Linked DNA regions of Triticum aestivum: region 2 is linked to region 1. The links are chromatin contacts, called in public Hi-C maps. All regions are on one chromosome and are shown on one strand. Each heading gives the region's core, a stretch centred on a gene start, on an enhancer-like site or on the middle of the called end of the contact. The rest is flanking DNA. Distances are from core to core; before and after follow the strand shown. Region 1 holds the start of LOC123122299 (polygalacturonate 4-alpha-galacturonosyltransferase). Region 2 holds the start of LOC123122300 (protein STAY-GREEN, chloroplastic).

Evidence for each region. Hi-C and Micro-C count contacts between places; a contact is called where the count stands out from the background.
Region 2: a Hi-C map of leaf shows a contact between it and region 1, with 7 times the contacts expected there. The contact joins the promoter of LOC123122300 here to the promoter of LOC123122299 in region 1. A contact is called at or near these places in 3 of 5 Hi-C or Micro-C datasets (leaf and an unstated tissue).

The regions. Positions count from the first base shown.
Region 1 is chr5D:420,898,004-420,905,689 of IWGSC CS RefSeq v2.1, reverse strand. LOC123122299 (polygalacturonate 4-alpha-galacturonosyltransferase) reads left to right here and starts at 4,428. Exons shown (of 9, transcript XM_044542479.1): 1 at 4,428-4,755; 2 at 5,580-5,605; 3 at 5,692-5,751; 4 at 5,930-6,137; 5 at 6,224-6,264; 6 at 6,362-6,696; 7 at 6,779-7,136; 8 at 7,217-7,686. The coding sequence starts at 4,590.
Region 2 is chr5D:421,106,752-421,114,437 of IWGSC CS RefSeq v2.1, reverse strand. It overlaps LOC123122300 (protein STAY-GREEN, chloroplastic), which reads left to right and starts at 3,105. Exons shown (of 3, transcript XM_044542480.1): 1 at 3,105-3,629; 2 at 3,740-4,081; 3 at 4,606-5,340. The coding sequence starts at 3,492. The coding sequence ends at 4,968.

The DNA of each region.
Region 1 (7,686 bases), core at 3,179-5,678:
CGGATTCGTCACGTCGTTCTGAGCAACTTTCATGTATAAAACTTTTTCATCCGAGTTACAAATTATTTTATATGAATTTCTGAAGTTTAAGCAATATCCTAGATTTATTATTAAACTAAATAGGGTTATTGCACCAGCATGACGTTATCATGATGTCATCAGTCAACTGAGTTGACCATGGTCAACCCTGATGTATGGGGCTGGTCAGTGCCCAGTCAGCAGTACAGTCAGCGTTGACTGGGTCAATGTTGACCAGTCAAAGGTCAATGGGGCCCATCTGTCAGTGTCACATATTTTAAAGGGGGGGGTTTAAATTAAGCTAACTAGGGATGGGGCCCCACTTTCATAGAGTCCCCTGACTAACTAATTCGCTAATTAGTTAATTAGGCAAAATTAATTAAGTTAATTAACTGTCTAATTAATTAATTAATTATTAGTATTGTTTTCGTTTTTCAGGGCGTGGGCCCGCGTGGTCAGTGGCCCATGGCCTAAGCGGGTCCTGGGCGACGCGGGGGGCGAACGGGCGCTACCACGGGCGCCCGTCGGGGTGAGCCCGGGCGCTGGCCGTGGCGATGCGCCGGCGCGGCGAGCGGCCATGGCCGGCGCGGGGGGGGGGGGGGGTAGCGGGCAGAGCCGACGAGGTCCTGGCGGAGCGGCGTGGCTGAGCGCAGCAGCAAAGGCAGGGGAGGAGCGGGGAGAGCAGCGAGCGCGCGTGGGCGGCTGGAGCGGGCCGCGAGGGGCAGCAGCGGCAGCAGGCGGGCTGCGCCTGCGGCGTGCTGGGGCGGTGCGGACGGAGGTGGGGCCGGGCACGGGGCAACGCACGCGGCCGAGGCGGTCGCGACCTGGCGGGGTCGGGCGCGGCCATGGTGGCCAATGGCGCGCGCGGCCACCTATGACGACAAAGACGAGGGGGAAGGGGGGACGGGGAGGGGCTCACAGCGGAGCGTAGGGGGCGGCAGTGGGCTCGAGGAGTGCGGGGGGCGGTCCGGCGATGTCGAGGGGGCGCTTGGGCCGTCCGGTTGGCTAGCTGGGCCGGATGGCCAAGCGCGGGGAGGGGGTTTTCTTTGTTTTAAATTTTTATAACTAGCCTTTAGCTTTTTTATTATTAAATTTAGCCTCAGCTTTGTATTTTCTTTTAGTAACAAATGAGTTTTGTTTTGAACAAAACTTGGCACATAACTCTAACACAATATAATGAGATGGAAACAAAAATATGGAGTGAAAAGGAGACGTCTAACCATTTATAGAAATTGAAAAGATCAATTTTAAATGCTGCTGGACCACTAAATAATTTTGAGGGGCACTCTGGGAATCCAAAAGAGGTTGTTTCCAACATGAAAATATCCAGGGATTATTTACCACACCTTGAACATTTTTATTTTGAAGTTTGACAAATTTGAATTTTGATTTTAGATTGGATTTGAATTTGAATGGTGATTTGGATCAAGTGAAGGTTAGCAACAGTAACATGATGACATGGCACCATTAACAGAGAATTATGTAGCATGACACTAGGGGTGTTACAGAGGGTACGTGGACACACTCTCCTCGCTCGTTGCTATGCATTTTTTAGATAGATCTTGCGTGATCATAGGAATTTTTTTAAAATAATGCGTTCCCAACACACACAAGATAGCAAACGAGAAACACAGGCTTCGGGAGGAGCAGGCCTACCTGGGAGACCGCTGGAATGAGCTCTTCCAGACGAGGAGGTGCTCGAGTCCAAGTTGAACCAGGCAATGAACAATAAAGCGTCGCCTCGCTACTATAAGAACCTAATGAAGGACCACGACGAGGCTGCCGAGGAGAGCACAATGTCCAAGCGCCAGAAGGCCAAGGGTCTGCATAAGGAACATTGTGTACATTAGGAATATTTTACATTTTGTTTCATACACATTGTACATTTTTTATACATCAGGAACATTTTTTACATGTTTAATATTTTCCAAATACATGATTAATAGTTTTTAAAATATAAGTTTTTATTTCTAATTTTTATACACATTATACGTTTGTGTATACATTAGGAACATTATCTTACACTTTTAACATTTTCAAATACATGATTAATATTTTTTAAATATATGTTTTTGATTTATTTTTTCTGAATATGCCTGAACAATTTTTCAAATACACGTTGAACATTTTTTAACTGATAGGAAGCATTTTTTCAACTATGTGAAACATTGTATAAACATTTTCTAAAAATGTTACAAACATAATTTTTTGAAACGTGTGAACATGTTCTTTAAAATGTCACATCATTTTTAAATGGTACGAAACATTTTCTAATTATGCAAACATTTTGTTTACATTGCATAAACAGTGTTTAAGTGTCATGAACATTATCAATATTTTTTAAAAGTTGCGTGAAGATTTTTCAAACAGCACATTATCATTTATTTTAATGCATGATAAATTTAGCTAATAATTTTGGACTGTTACACCTTCCGACCATTTTGAATTTAATCCAAAATGCAGAATGATTATTTTCCAACTAATCACACGCCTGACCAAGCGAGCGCATGCCGTCGTGTCTCTTTCCTAGCCCACAAGCGAATACCGGGACTCATAATGCATGCAACACACACAAAAAATAGATGATGTCAGCAAAATATTTTTTTGAAACTTTGAAATATTTTATAGGTCAAACCGTTGGTGAGATTGAAAAACTTTTTTCATATGAAAATTTCGTCGTGACAAGACTTTCGAAACTAGATCCATGTTTATATGTTTCAATGACTTTTTTTGGGTCAAAAGTTATCACGTCTGGACTACGTAAATTATCATGGTTGTGGTACATAAGTTATCAAGTTGTTTACGCCTAAAACTACCAAGGCATAAAAGTGGTTCCTCTAACTTTCTCCTCACATGCACATGCATGTATGCACTACAGGACAAAGAACTGATATTATAATATATTCTCCCCCATTTGAAAATGCAAAAGTTTTGTAGTCCAGACGAAACTTGTGCCCTTACGTCCTCAGTAGGCAACGTATGCTTCGACAAACGTCATAGGAACATTCTTATCTTGGCTGGAAACTGAGTGTTCCATAATAGCTTCCATGATTTCTCGTCCCTACGCGAACTGGAAGAACCCGAAGTGCCATCTAGCCATGCTTCTCTCCGCTGCCGCGTCGTCAACAACATTCCATAGGCCGAGCAGACCGAGAAAGAGTCGTTTCTCTCAAAATTCCATGCCTAATAATCATTGATATTCCTTGTACATATGGGGATCACCATGATAGCTGGAACATCAATGGGCAGTAAAGTTTCTTCGACTCTCTGTATATCCCACGTGGCCGTCGTGGAGTCAATGAAGTCCGATGCTAATCTATGAGGTTACTGCACCTTGCTGCCGTAGGGGCGCATCATCTCGTCTCTGGGGATCCAATTCTCCATCCATACATCTATGGAAGCTCCGTTGCTTATGCGCTTAATGAGTGCTTGTTTTAGAACTTCCATGCCTTCCATGATGGACCTCCATATTTGACTTGGGTGAGACCTAATGTTTGCATGCAATATAGATGATGTTGGGAAGTAGACACTTTCAAGAATGCGAGCACCGAGGGACTCAGGTAGTTGGACGATTCGCCAGCCTTGCTTAGCAAGCATTGCCAAATTAAACAATTCGAAATCCTTGAATCTCAAACCATCCAACGCTTTGGGTTGTGTCATATCCTTCCAAGAGACCCAGATTGGCTGTCGATGGCCATCTTTACATCCCTACCCGAGTTTCCTTATCAACATGTTTAAGTGCTCACATAGACCCCTAGAAAGCTTGAAGCAGGACATGGAAAAGACTGACACCGCCTGCGCCACAGATTTAACCTAGACTTTTTTCCCACAGTGGATAAGGTTTTTTCGATCCAGCCTTGAATTTTGCTCCATAAACGATCTTTCAAAAACTTGAAAGCATCATTTTTTACGATCCCACATCCGATGTCATTCCCAAATATTTCTCATGCAGTGTTTCGTTCGGTACTTGGAGCAAACCCTTGATTTCAGCTCGAATATTTTCTGGAACCCCTTTGCTGAAGAAGATGGAAGATTTGCCATAGTTGATTCGTTGCCCCATCGCTTGACAATGAATATCTAGCACCTTTTGTTTTTGAGAAACATGAATATCTAGCACCTGGTTACCTGCAAAAAAAAATATCTAGCACCTGGTTGACCTTATTTGCACCCCACACTGATGAACAAAATCTACAGAATTTAAGCCGCCAACAGGCCCACACATCCGTCGTAGACCCATCAATAAGGCACCAACCGGCCCACACCTCCGTCGTGGGCTTCGATTGCGTAGGTCCATGAATAAGGCACCAACCAACCGGCCCACACTTCCGTCGTGGGCTTCGATCGCGTAGGCCCAGATACCGCAGTACCCAAGACCAAACCAAAGCGATACGCGATCTTTCCAGAATTCCTCCCTTGCCATTCGTGGCTAACCCACGCCACTACCCACACTCCCCCGCAGGCGAGGGCGAGAGAAGGGGGGAAAGTGCGCGCGCCCCTCGCCGCCGCCGCAGCAGCATTCCGACCGGATCGGACCAGGGCCCTCCCCCTCCGCCCGCGACGCGTCGCCGGAGATGGCGTCCCCGAAGCGGCTCCCGTACTCCTCCGCGGGCGCTGGCGGCGGAGCGAGGCGCGGCTCCGGCGCGCTGCCGCCGGTCGTGGTCCTCGTCTTCCTCTTCGTCCTCGCGCCGTCGATCTTCTTCGTCGTGCGCAGCGGCGGCCACGTCCACGTCGCGTCCGGTTCGCCCCGCCTCACTCCCCAGGCCACTTTTGTTAGAGAAACCACTTCCTGTGCCATGGATTTCGTACGAGGCGCCATCGATTCTTAATTTCGGGTCCCGTTGCGTCTAGGCTGGTCCACCCGCGCTTGGATTCGCCTGGGCCGCGAGTTTGATGCGCTTCGCGGGTTTGATTTGGCGAGGGTACCTCGAGAGTGGAGTCCGCCGTGTAGATTTGATTTAAGTGGTTCAGGATTGTTATTCAGCAATTGATGCGGGTTGGCCTCAGCCTGTGGGCACTTCCTAGGGTTAGATGGGAACTGTAGCTGCAACGTGTTGCTTGGTTGTAAAACCAAAAGGTAATAGACGGAGCTGTGAATGATCACGAACCTGTGAGAGGCAGTGGACGTTCTGATTCAAGAGATCTGGATATCCTTGTCCTGTTTTGCTCTCTTGGTGCCAGGTTTTATTTCAATTGTAGGTTGGATGCTGCTGTTAGGAGAAGCCGCAATGCATACCCATGGCATAGTAGTAGTGATAACAAATCAAACCTACACTTATCTGTGCAAACTGAACCATGATGGGACGAAAAGGATAAGATTGTCTTAAGCATATCGAGTTGTCTTTTGCTTTATCGTCGGCTAAAACCTTACTTTCCTTTTTTGTTGTTAGCTGTTACTACCTCCGCTCTAATGACATTTTGGTAGGCTAGTTTAGCCTACCAAAACGTCATATATTTTAGAACGGAGGTAGTAGCATTTAGGAACAATGTTTGTTGTAATGTTTGATAGCAACATTTTATTAACTTAAGATAAATAAGTGATGTCATATTTTGTTCGTTTGCAGATCCCAGGGGTGCTGATGGCAACCAGGTATTTATCCATTCTAAAAGGGAGTCAAATTTATTTTACCAGCCTTACTTTTTACGATTCGTCTCACATTGAAGCCTGTCTTGCAGGAAACAGATTGGCAAGAGCAACTGGCAACAAACAATCTGAAATCTGTTTTGTCTAAGGAGGTCAGAACATCTTGCAGTTAGTAGTGTACATGCCCATCTTTCAATTCTATATTTCTGTTTTATGAGGCTGTACTTAGTTTAGACTATCTTGTTCGAACTGTTATGCTGTTCAACATATGAAACCTTAAGTTTCTTCAATTCCTCTGTACTTATAGTCATCCAATTTATTGATCTTCAGGTAATCGATGCTATAGCTGCTAGTCAACAAGAAACAGGCACTCTGAATCTTGACTTCTTTAGGGATCATCCCTCTCCTTCTTGGAAAACTGATGATCTAGTTGATCACAAGATGAATACTAATTTGGTTGTTGACGACAAGGCAAAAGCTCAAAACAGTTCTGCAGAACATGTACCTCTAATATATAAAGCACCCAAGGATGGTTCAGGTATAGATATAATTGTTTTTTCTTCTTCAAGTTATTCACTTACATAATTTAACTAAGTAGAGATAATAAAGTTATTGTCCATGCAGATGGACATCAAGTTGATACAGCAGCAAAAATAGCTCGAAGGGTAAGTAACTGATATATATGTTAATACATTCTTGTCTCTGTTGATAACTTGATATAAATCTTTCATATGACGTCTTGGTACTATTTGGTTGATACAGAAACTACGGGAGATAAGGCGGGAAAAGAGGGCAATGGATTTAGTACGGAAAGATGATGAAGCGCTTGTTAAGCTGGAGAATGCGGCTATTGAGCGATCAAAGGCTGTAGATTCTGCTGTCCTTGGGAAATACAGCATATGGAGAAAAGAGAATGAGAATGAGAACTCAGATTCAACAGTCAGGTTGATGAGGGACCAAATTATTATGGCTCGTGTTTACTCTGTGCTTGCAAAATCAAAGAACAAGCATGGTCTTTATCAAGAACTGCAGAGCCGAATCAAGGAAAGCCATCGGGCCGTAGGAGAGGCTACTGCAGATGCTGAACTTCATCGCAGGTGTGCTGCGTCGAAAGTATTATTGCTTATTTCTTACTCAGTTACCTTGTTCCTCTCTTTTCACAAGTATGCTACTTTACAGTGCACCTGATAGAATGAGAGCGATGGGTCAAGTTTTAACCAAGGCCAGAGAAGAATTGTATGATTGCAAGGTGATAAGTCAGAGACTAAGGGCAATGCTTCAGTCAGCAGATGAACAGGTCAGGAGCTTGAAGAAGCAGAGCACATTTCTCAGCCAGTTGGCTGCAAAGACGATTCCAAACAGCATTCACTGCTTGTCTATGCGCTTAACAATAGATTACTATCTCCTTCCTGTGGAGAAACGGAAGTTCCCGAGGAGTGAAAACTTGGAAAATCCAGAGCTCTACCACTATGCACTTTTCTCGGACAATGTCTTGGCTGCCTCTGTTGTTGTAAACTCAACCATCATGAATGCTAAGGTAATTTTCAAGATTCTCCTATCAATGCACTCTTGTATGATAGCTGTTTCTAACGATAATGGTCGATACAACTTTTTCAGGAGCCTGAGAAACATGTTTTCCATCTTGTGACTGATAAGTTGAACTTTGGAGCCATGAACATGTGGTTTTTGCTGAACCCACCTGGCAAGGCCACTATCCATGTTGAGAATGTGGATGAATTTAAGTGGTTGAACTCATCGTACTGTCCTGTTTTACGTCAACTGGAGTCTGCTGCCATGAAAGAGTTTTATTTCAAGGCTGATCGTCCCACCACTCTTTCAGCAGGTTCTTCAAACCTAAAGTACCGTAACCCCAAGTACCTTTCCATGCTGAACCACTTGAGATTTTATCTCCCAGAGATCTATCCAAAGTTGGATAAGATACTTTTCCTCGATGACGACATAGTTGTGCAGAAAGATTTGACAGGATTGTGGGATGTTGATCTAAACGGAATGGTTAATGGTGCGGTGTTTACCTGTGGAGAGAGTTTCCACCGTTTTGACAAGTATCTTAACTTCTCAAATCCACA
Region 2 (7,686 bases), core at 1,856-4,355, 210 kb before region 1:
TTTTACTTTTAGAAATATATATGATGCATGCTGAATATCTACACACAATTTTTTTTCCTACGTACATATACCCACACACAATTTTTTTAGTTTTAGGAATGTACGTTGCATGCCAATACCCATACGTGATTTTTCGTACATACATGGACCTAACATATCATACCCGCATACCCTTTTTCAATACATGCATGCTTTGAAGATATACATAAAAGTGATACACTTTGAACGATACATAACCCAAAAAAATGATACACCATTTTTAATACACGTAAATTATTTTGAGACATACCCGTAAATGATATTGGAGATATACCCAGAAATAGTACAATTTACATATACGATAGATATTGACCAGGTATATGAAAAAGTTAGTACGTGACTAGGTATACAATTTTTATAGGTATATGAATTAGTACGTGACTAGATATACGATTTTTATAGGTATATAAATTACTACGTGACGAGGTATATGAATTTTTATAGGTATATGAATTAGTACGTGAATTTTTATAGGTATATGAATTAGTACGTGACAAAGTATGTAAAAAAAATAACACATCAATAAAATACACGCACCATGCATGGACCATTAATTGTTGATTTTCTCTTTCTTGTTTAATGAGGGCATTAAGTGTCCAGATCAAGCAATAATTCTTTCCTAATTAAAGTGTCAACGTTTAATCCATTAGTTCTAGTACTAATACATGTGCACGCATCTTAATGTAATCCGACGGTTTGTATGCAAGGTGCCCAGGCATATATATATATATATATATTGTGTTACTATTCATCATCCAGGGTGCAGAATAAGTTATTCTTCACCCGAGGTAATCTTATGATCATATCATAATTAAATTACGTTTAGAATTCAAATAGTTACATTCCTATTGATTCATTACGTAAAATTTGGCATAAAAAATAAAAATATAGGTCATAAGGCAAGAAAATTTGCAGTTTATGTGTATTTTACACTATGTTTTTATGTTTGTAATTTTACATAACATGAAATATTTTTTACGATGATTATATATATTATTACGGTCTCTTTTTATGTCGGAAATAAGACAAAACTTACGAAACGTAAAATTACGGTGCATTGATGGTAAAATAGAGGGGGTGAAGAATAACTATTCCTCACCCAGGATGACGAATAGTCAATCCCTATATATTTCATACGTAATAAGAGAGCGTAACAAAATATGTAATCACCGTAAAAAATATTTTATGTTACGTAAAATTACAGACATAAAAATAGTGTAAAATATACATAAAATGCAATTTTTCTGGTCTTATGATCCGTATTTTTGTTTTTTATGTCAAATTTTACGTAGTGAATCGACATGAATGTAACTATTTGTATTCCATATGTAATTTTTTTATGAAACGATCGCAAGATTACCTCGGGTGAAGAATAATTTATTCTACCCTGGGTGATGTATGTATATATATATATATATATATATATATATATATATATATATATACATCCATTTTGCATATGTATTTCTTATTATTAGTTGCTCATAATAAGATGTTTTTTTAAGACACACATATTGGTGAAATGGCATCTCTTCGTGGAAAAACAGATCTAGTTTGTAAATATGCGATCATTAAAATTGCTTTAACTGCGCAAGGCAAAGCAATGTAATAAAATTTAACATTTTTATTTTTATGCACTTCAACAATCTAAAGTTTGCAATGCTATGTTTAAAAAATGTAAAGTATATATATAAACATTCACAATAATCTCGCTAGAAACATGTAGTAATACCCGCAGCATTGCACGGGCTTTACACTAGCCTTCTACGTAAATAAATCTATATAAATGTGTGGTGTCGGAGCTCTCTGCCCTCTTGACGATATTTCGGCAAAGGAAATGGATAGAAGTGTACTACCTCCGTCCTGGTTTATTTGTCTTAGTCGTTTTTTGTGCCGAATTTTGACTAGAAATTGAACTAACAAAATATAAATGCATGTCACCAGAAATTATGTCGTTGGATTCGTGTTTGAACATAATTTACAAATTTAAGATTAAAATGCAAAATATGAAGGTGCCAATAAACCAAGATGGAGGTATTATATCTCACTGTCTTTGCATGGCAGGGTCCAAGCAGCCAGATGACTATTTAGCTGTCAACAGGTTATTAGGCACATGTGTTTCCATTTGGTACATCGGACTTACGTGGACATATATGGCAAGGGGTTAGTGCGATGATCGTTCCGTCTTGGGTCAGACAAGAAAAGGTTCCACCACATTTCTTGCGTTTGACATCCACTTGGTGCAGTGCAGTGCACGTATACAGTCAAACCATGCACAGTATATACGCCCAACTTCTCATTACGCAACTGTACCGTGAAGCATCCTCACTCTATGCACCACCGTAGTCGCGTGTGGAACGACGACGCACTGAAAATATCTTGGCGCGCAATAAGTTTGCCAGTACGTTGCTCCAATAATTCAAATACAGTACCCGTACTGCATGCGATTGAAGGCCAAAACTGAGGCAACCTAGACGAGCACAATAAAATACCACTTTGTCCCGTATAACCTAAGACGTTTTTGCAGTCTTATATTATAGGACGGGAGGAGTATTTTTTTTGCATGATAGGAACTCCTTAGTAAAAATGTAAAATATGACGAGCACAGTTGAGCATATTTTGGTGGGAAAAAATGGTGTCAGGCTGCCCCGAAAGAACACTGGACCCTATGCACAGCACAGGCAAGTAGACGTACGCTACCACAATACGGGAGTACACGCGGATGACAAGTGGGACCAGCAGCCACGTGGGCCACGGCACGTGTAGAGCTAAACCACGGTCAAGCCTCGCTCCCACCAATGGAGAGACGCCACCTGCCGGCACAAGGAGACATCCAAGCGTTCCTCGCTCCTTCTCGCACCGACGCACCAATCCCAAATCACCGGAGTTTCTCCCCACTCGCAGGCAGTCCCCGGCACGCCACCGATCACTTGCCCGCGTTTCCCTCGTTCGTCCGGTCCGCCCCGCCCCGCCCCGCGACGGAGCTTTCCTCGCCCCGCACACAACCGCGACGTTTCGCGACCCCTCACTCCACCACCACCACGGCACCACCCTCCTCCTTCCTTGACCCCTGCCCTACCCTAACCGCCCCCCTATAACTCTGCTAGCCCGAGCTGACCGACGAGCAGTGCAACAAACGACGAATCCTATTGAGCTCCCCCCTGTCTGTGCCTGTGCCGCACGCACACGCGATTCCACTCGGCTGAACCTGGTCGCCGATCGATTTCTTCTTCCGGTTGAGCGAGGCGTGCAAGCTACAGCGTGCTGCCCCTAGCTCGCTCCCCGCCGCTTGGTTAACTAGCCGGCGACCCCGGCTGCCGATCCTGCTTCATAGGCTCCATAGGCTTCCTTTCTTGGCCCCTGCTTCAGCTCCCACTTCTGTCTGCCTCCGAGGTGAAAGTAAGAGCGGAAGAACCTGACTGGTACCAGGGGAGCTAGCTAGCCTAGCAAACATGGCCACCGCCTCCACCATGTCCCTGCTCCCCATCTCGCACCTCAAGCAGCTGCAGCAGCAGCGGCGCACGCGGCTCGCCAGCGCGCGCTCCGGGAAGGTGGTCGTGCTCGGCCGCCGGAGGCGACACGTCGTGCCGGTAAGATGAACCACATCCACCCACCGTCTCCTCCTCTCTAAGTCTCTATCTCCCGCCGGTGGCTTGATGGACTGACGAACACATCCGATGCTCTGTTTTGTGGGTTGCAGAGGGCCCGGCTGTTCGGTCCGGCCATCTTCGAGGCGTCCAAGCTCAAGGTGCTGTTCGTGGGGGTGGACGAGGAGAAGCACCCGGGGAAGCTGCCCCGGACCTACACGCTCACCCACAGCGACGTGACGGCGCGGCTGACGCTGGCGGTGTCGCACACCATCCACGCCGCGCAGCTGCAGGGCTGGTACAACCGCCTGCAGCGGGACGAGGTGGTGGCCGAGTGGAAGAAGGTGCAGGGCGCCATGTCGCTGCACGTCCACTGCCACATCTCCGGCGGCCACTTCCTGCTCGACCTCATCGCGCCGCTCCGCTACTACATCTTCCGCAAGGAGCTCCCCGTGGTACGTCCCAACCTGCCAACGTCGATCGCCCCACTGGCACTACGTGGGCACCCGCACATCCACATAGTATTTTCTTCCAAGGCCACGAATTTCTTCGCTCTGCGAGTGTTTTTGGCCACGAATTTGATGGCCAATTTCTTCAGCATCATGATTCTCCATAGCGTGATCAACACACAGTGTCTTTATGTCCGTGTCACCATTATTTTGGCCTCGTACAGTTTCAACATGTGCTAGCTAGCTGTGGGCTTTGAACTAGGCCATCTTTTGCTTTGCACTCTTGTCTGCCGCCTTGGGAAGGCTAAATTTTGGACAGAATCTCCTGAGTTAATCATACTACTGCGATCTCAAGCTGATCGATGCCTTATTAACAAAAGTTGCAGATAAAGATTAAATGTGCAGCGATTTATAAAGTAGTAATTGTAGAAGTTCCAATATTATCTGCAAAATTTGCTGTCGCTAGACAGTGAAGTAGTAGCTGCTTGTTCTTTTGGCACATCTTCTGACTCTGCCTTTGGTTTGGGCAGGTTCTGAAGGCGTTCGTGCACGGCGACGGCAGCCTGTTCAGCCAGCACCCGGAGCTGGAGGAGGCCACGGTGTGGGTCTACTTCCACTCCAACAACCCCAACTTCAACCGCGTCGAGTGCTGGGGCCCGCTCCGCGACGCCGCCGCGCCCTACGACGACGACAACGCCACCGCCGACTCCCCAGCCGCCGACGCGGCCGTAGCGACCACGGCAACGGCCGCAAACGAGCAGGCGATACGCGCGGGCCAGTGGCCGCGGCGGTGCCCCGGGCAGTGCGACTGCTGCTTCCCGCCCGAGTGCCTCATCCCCTGGCCGCAGGAGCACGAAATGGCCGCCGACGCCGGCCAGGCGCCGCCGCAGTGACATGGCCCGGACATACTACGTAGACTAGCCGAATTGTTCAGCCTGCGAGAAGAAGGTACATACACGCAGCGCATGCATTGGCGGCAAGAAAGCACCATTGCATGCATGCATGCGCTGCGCTATTCTTTAATTGGTAGAGCTTGATAATTAATTAGCTCAGCTCTAGTGCATGCTTAGGTTAGTCAGGCAAATGTAATACCATGCGTGTGTCCTGTAAATACAACTATTTAGATGGCGAGCAAGCGTATCATTTGGGGGTAAAAGTTAAATCAAAGGTCGGTCTGCAAGATAGGCAGTACTAGTAGCAAGATTTCACAGTTTCATTTGTACAATGTTGACACTTGGAAGTTGGAACACGGCCGGGTTTGTGTACGTAGTGGAATAAGCATGCGTGAGTATACTAATTACACGTTGGGCGTCTCGTTGGTGTCACGATCGGGAGGTGTCGATCGGGACGGCTCTGGGCTCTGGAGTCGTTGCGGGTTTGGCAACTACAGTACTGTATTTCTCTGCGCGGTGCGTGCTCTGGAGGTGAAAGCGTGTGTGTGTGTGTTGGTAACGGTAGCTGTCGGGGTTGGCGTGCCGGTCTGGGTAAACTGGGTCGGGAACTTTCTCACGAGCGATCGATTCGACCTGGCCGATTCAGAGTCACTTGGTAAAGTGACAGTGTATGGATGAACGGATGACACGTTGAGGTGGAAGGTGATTTTGGTTTGATTATTAGCAGTACTAGTTTGCGTCATGGCTGGGATCTGCAACTTTGTCTGCACCCGCTGTAGTTCATGCGTGCAAGCCTTTGACATCCTTCTTCTACCGCTAAAACACCGTACGGCTCCACTGCTCGACACGTCGTTTCAAGTTTACTGTCCGCGTCCGCGGTGACGGGCGAATCATTTGAGAAAAAGGGTTTCCCCGCTTTGTATTACAAAGCAACCAACCGATATAACCGACGATAGGGTCTGGGGCGAAAGCAGCACAAACACGCCCAAAAGAAAGGAAAGAGAAAAAAAGAAAAGAAATAAATGCCGATAACGGCGGATCGACAAAAACGACGAAGCCTCGTGACCGCTGCGTCCACCGGAGATCGCCCACCAAGCTCCGAGACTCCGAAGTGCCGGTACCTAACAACACCTCCAAGAAGGGACGCAACGATGACGACGCTGCTGCCAAGGGTTTCCCCCGGTACACGGCGAGGAGAGAGGGAGGGTAGCCCCGACGCCCTCCAGGAAGGTTCGGCGGCACCCTGAGGCGCCACCGCGTCGGTGTCGGCCAAGCCAACAGAGATTTCTCCCGATCCCAGCCTCGACCTCAGGCACTCCGGAGCTCGCCACCAGACCGACCACCACCCTGCGCCAGCACGGACACGAAGCTTCCCACGCTGTCTCACCACGGCACCGCGAAGATGGTCTGCACAACGGAGAAGAGGAGCCGGGACTAGGGCAACAGCACCGTCGGCATACGGGAGGGCCCCACCTCCACCGTCCACGACGGTAGCGGACCGGACGCCATGGCAGGAGCCTACCGGGCCCGTGGCCCCACAGGCCCGGCCGGGCCCTCAAAGGCCCGGACAGCTCCCGCCTTCACGCAGCAGCTGGTACGCCGTCGGCGTTGCTGTCCCAGTCCAAGCCGCTCCCCTGCCTCCCCATACAGAGAGCGTCACGGTCGCGCCGGAGCCGACCCGCAAGGACCCAGAAGGGACCCTACGGGCCCAGATCTGGGCCGGGGACGCGCCCCGGCCGGCCAGCACCACCGGACCACCCCGCCGCCAAGAGGCGGCACCACCACGGCGAGCACCGCCGGCCTCCACACCAGGACGCCAGACCGCCACCGGCCGAGGCGCACCGCCGCCGGCCATCACCGCCCGAGCAGGGGAGGACCGCGCGCGGGGAAGGGCAAGCCCACCGCCGCCAGCATCACGCGGCCGAGGGCCGGCGGCGCAGGCTGACGGCGGCGGGAGGAGGGATGGGCGCGGGGAGGGGCTGTAGGCGCGCGGAGGAAGGGCCCCCGGCGCCTCGCTCGGGAAGGCGGCGCGGGGGTACGGGGGCGTGGAGGAGGGTGGGGGAGGAGAAGGGGAACGGGGGAAGGAGGGGGCTGGCGGCTCCGGCGGGCTCCGGCCGCCGTGGCGGCGGCTCCGCGCGGGGGAGCCGGCGGCGGCGGCGGGGAAACCCTAGGGAGCGGGGAATGGGATGCTACCTTTCACGGGCGAATCATTTTGTTGGCTGACCAGGAGAAAAGATTGGCCAGCTCGCGAGTCGTTCGACGCATGTGATGCCCGCTGTACGATCGTCCCTATCCTCTGTCTATACCTCACTGCAGCACGACTCATGTTGCAGACCTCGTCGCAATACGACCATGTTGCAAACATCATCACAATACGATCATGTTGCATACCTCATTCTCATTGCAACACGACCCTGATGAGTGTAACATAGGCGACATTGACCGAAGGACGTTTCATCCAACGAGCACAACACCAACGACGTTGCCAACCCCGACGGACGTTGTTGCGAGCATCGAAGCCCGCCATGCTACACCCCCTCGACGGTACTTTTCGCCGGACAACTATAGTTGTCGCAGCATCCACCGCCCTGGTCGTCAGGGCTCCTGCCGACGTGGATCCATGGACCCAAGTTGCGAATGTCGCCGTGCGTCACCGCGGCTTGGAGCAGGGTGGGTACGCGGTGGTCGACCTTGCATTACAGAGGGGGTAAGCCATGG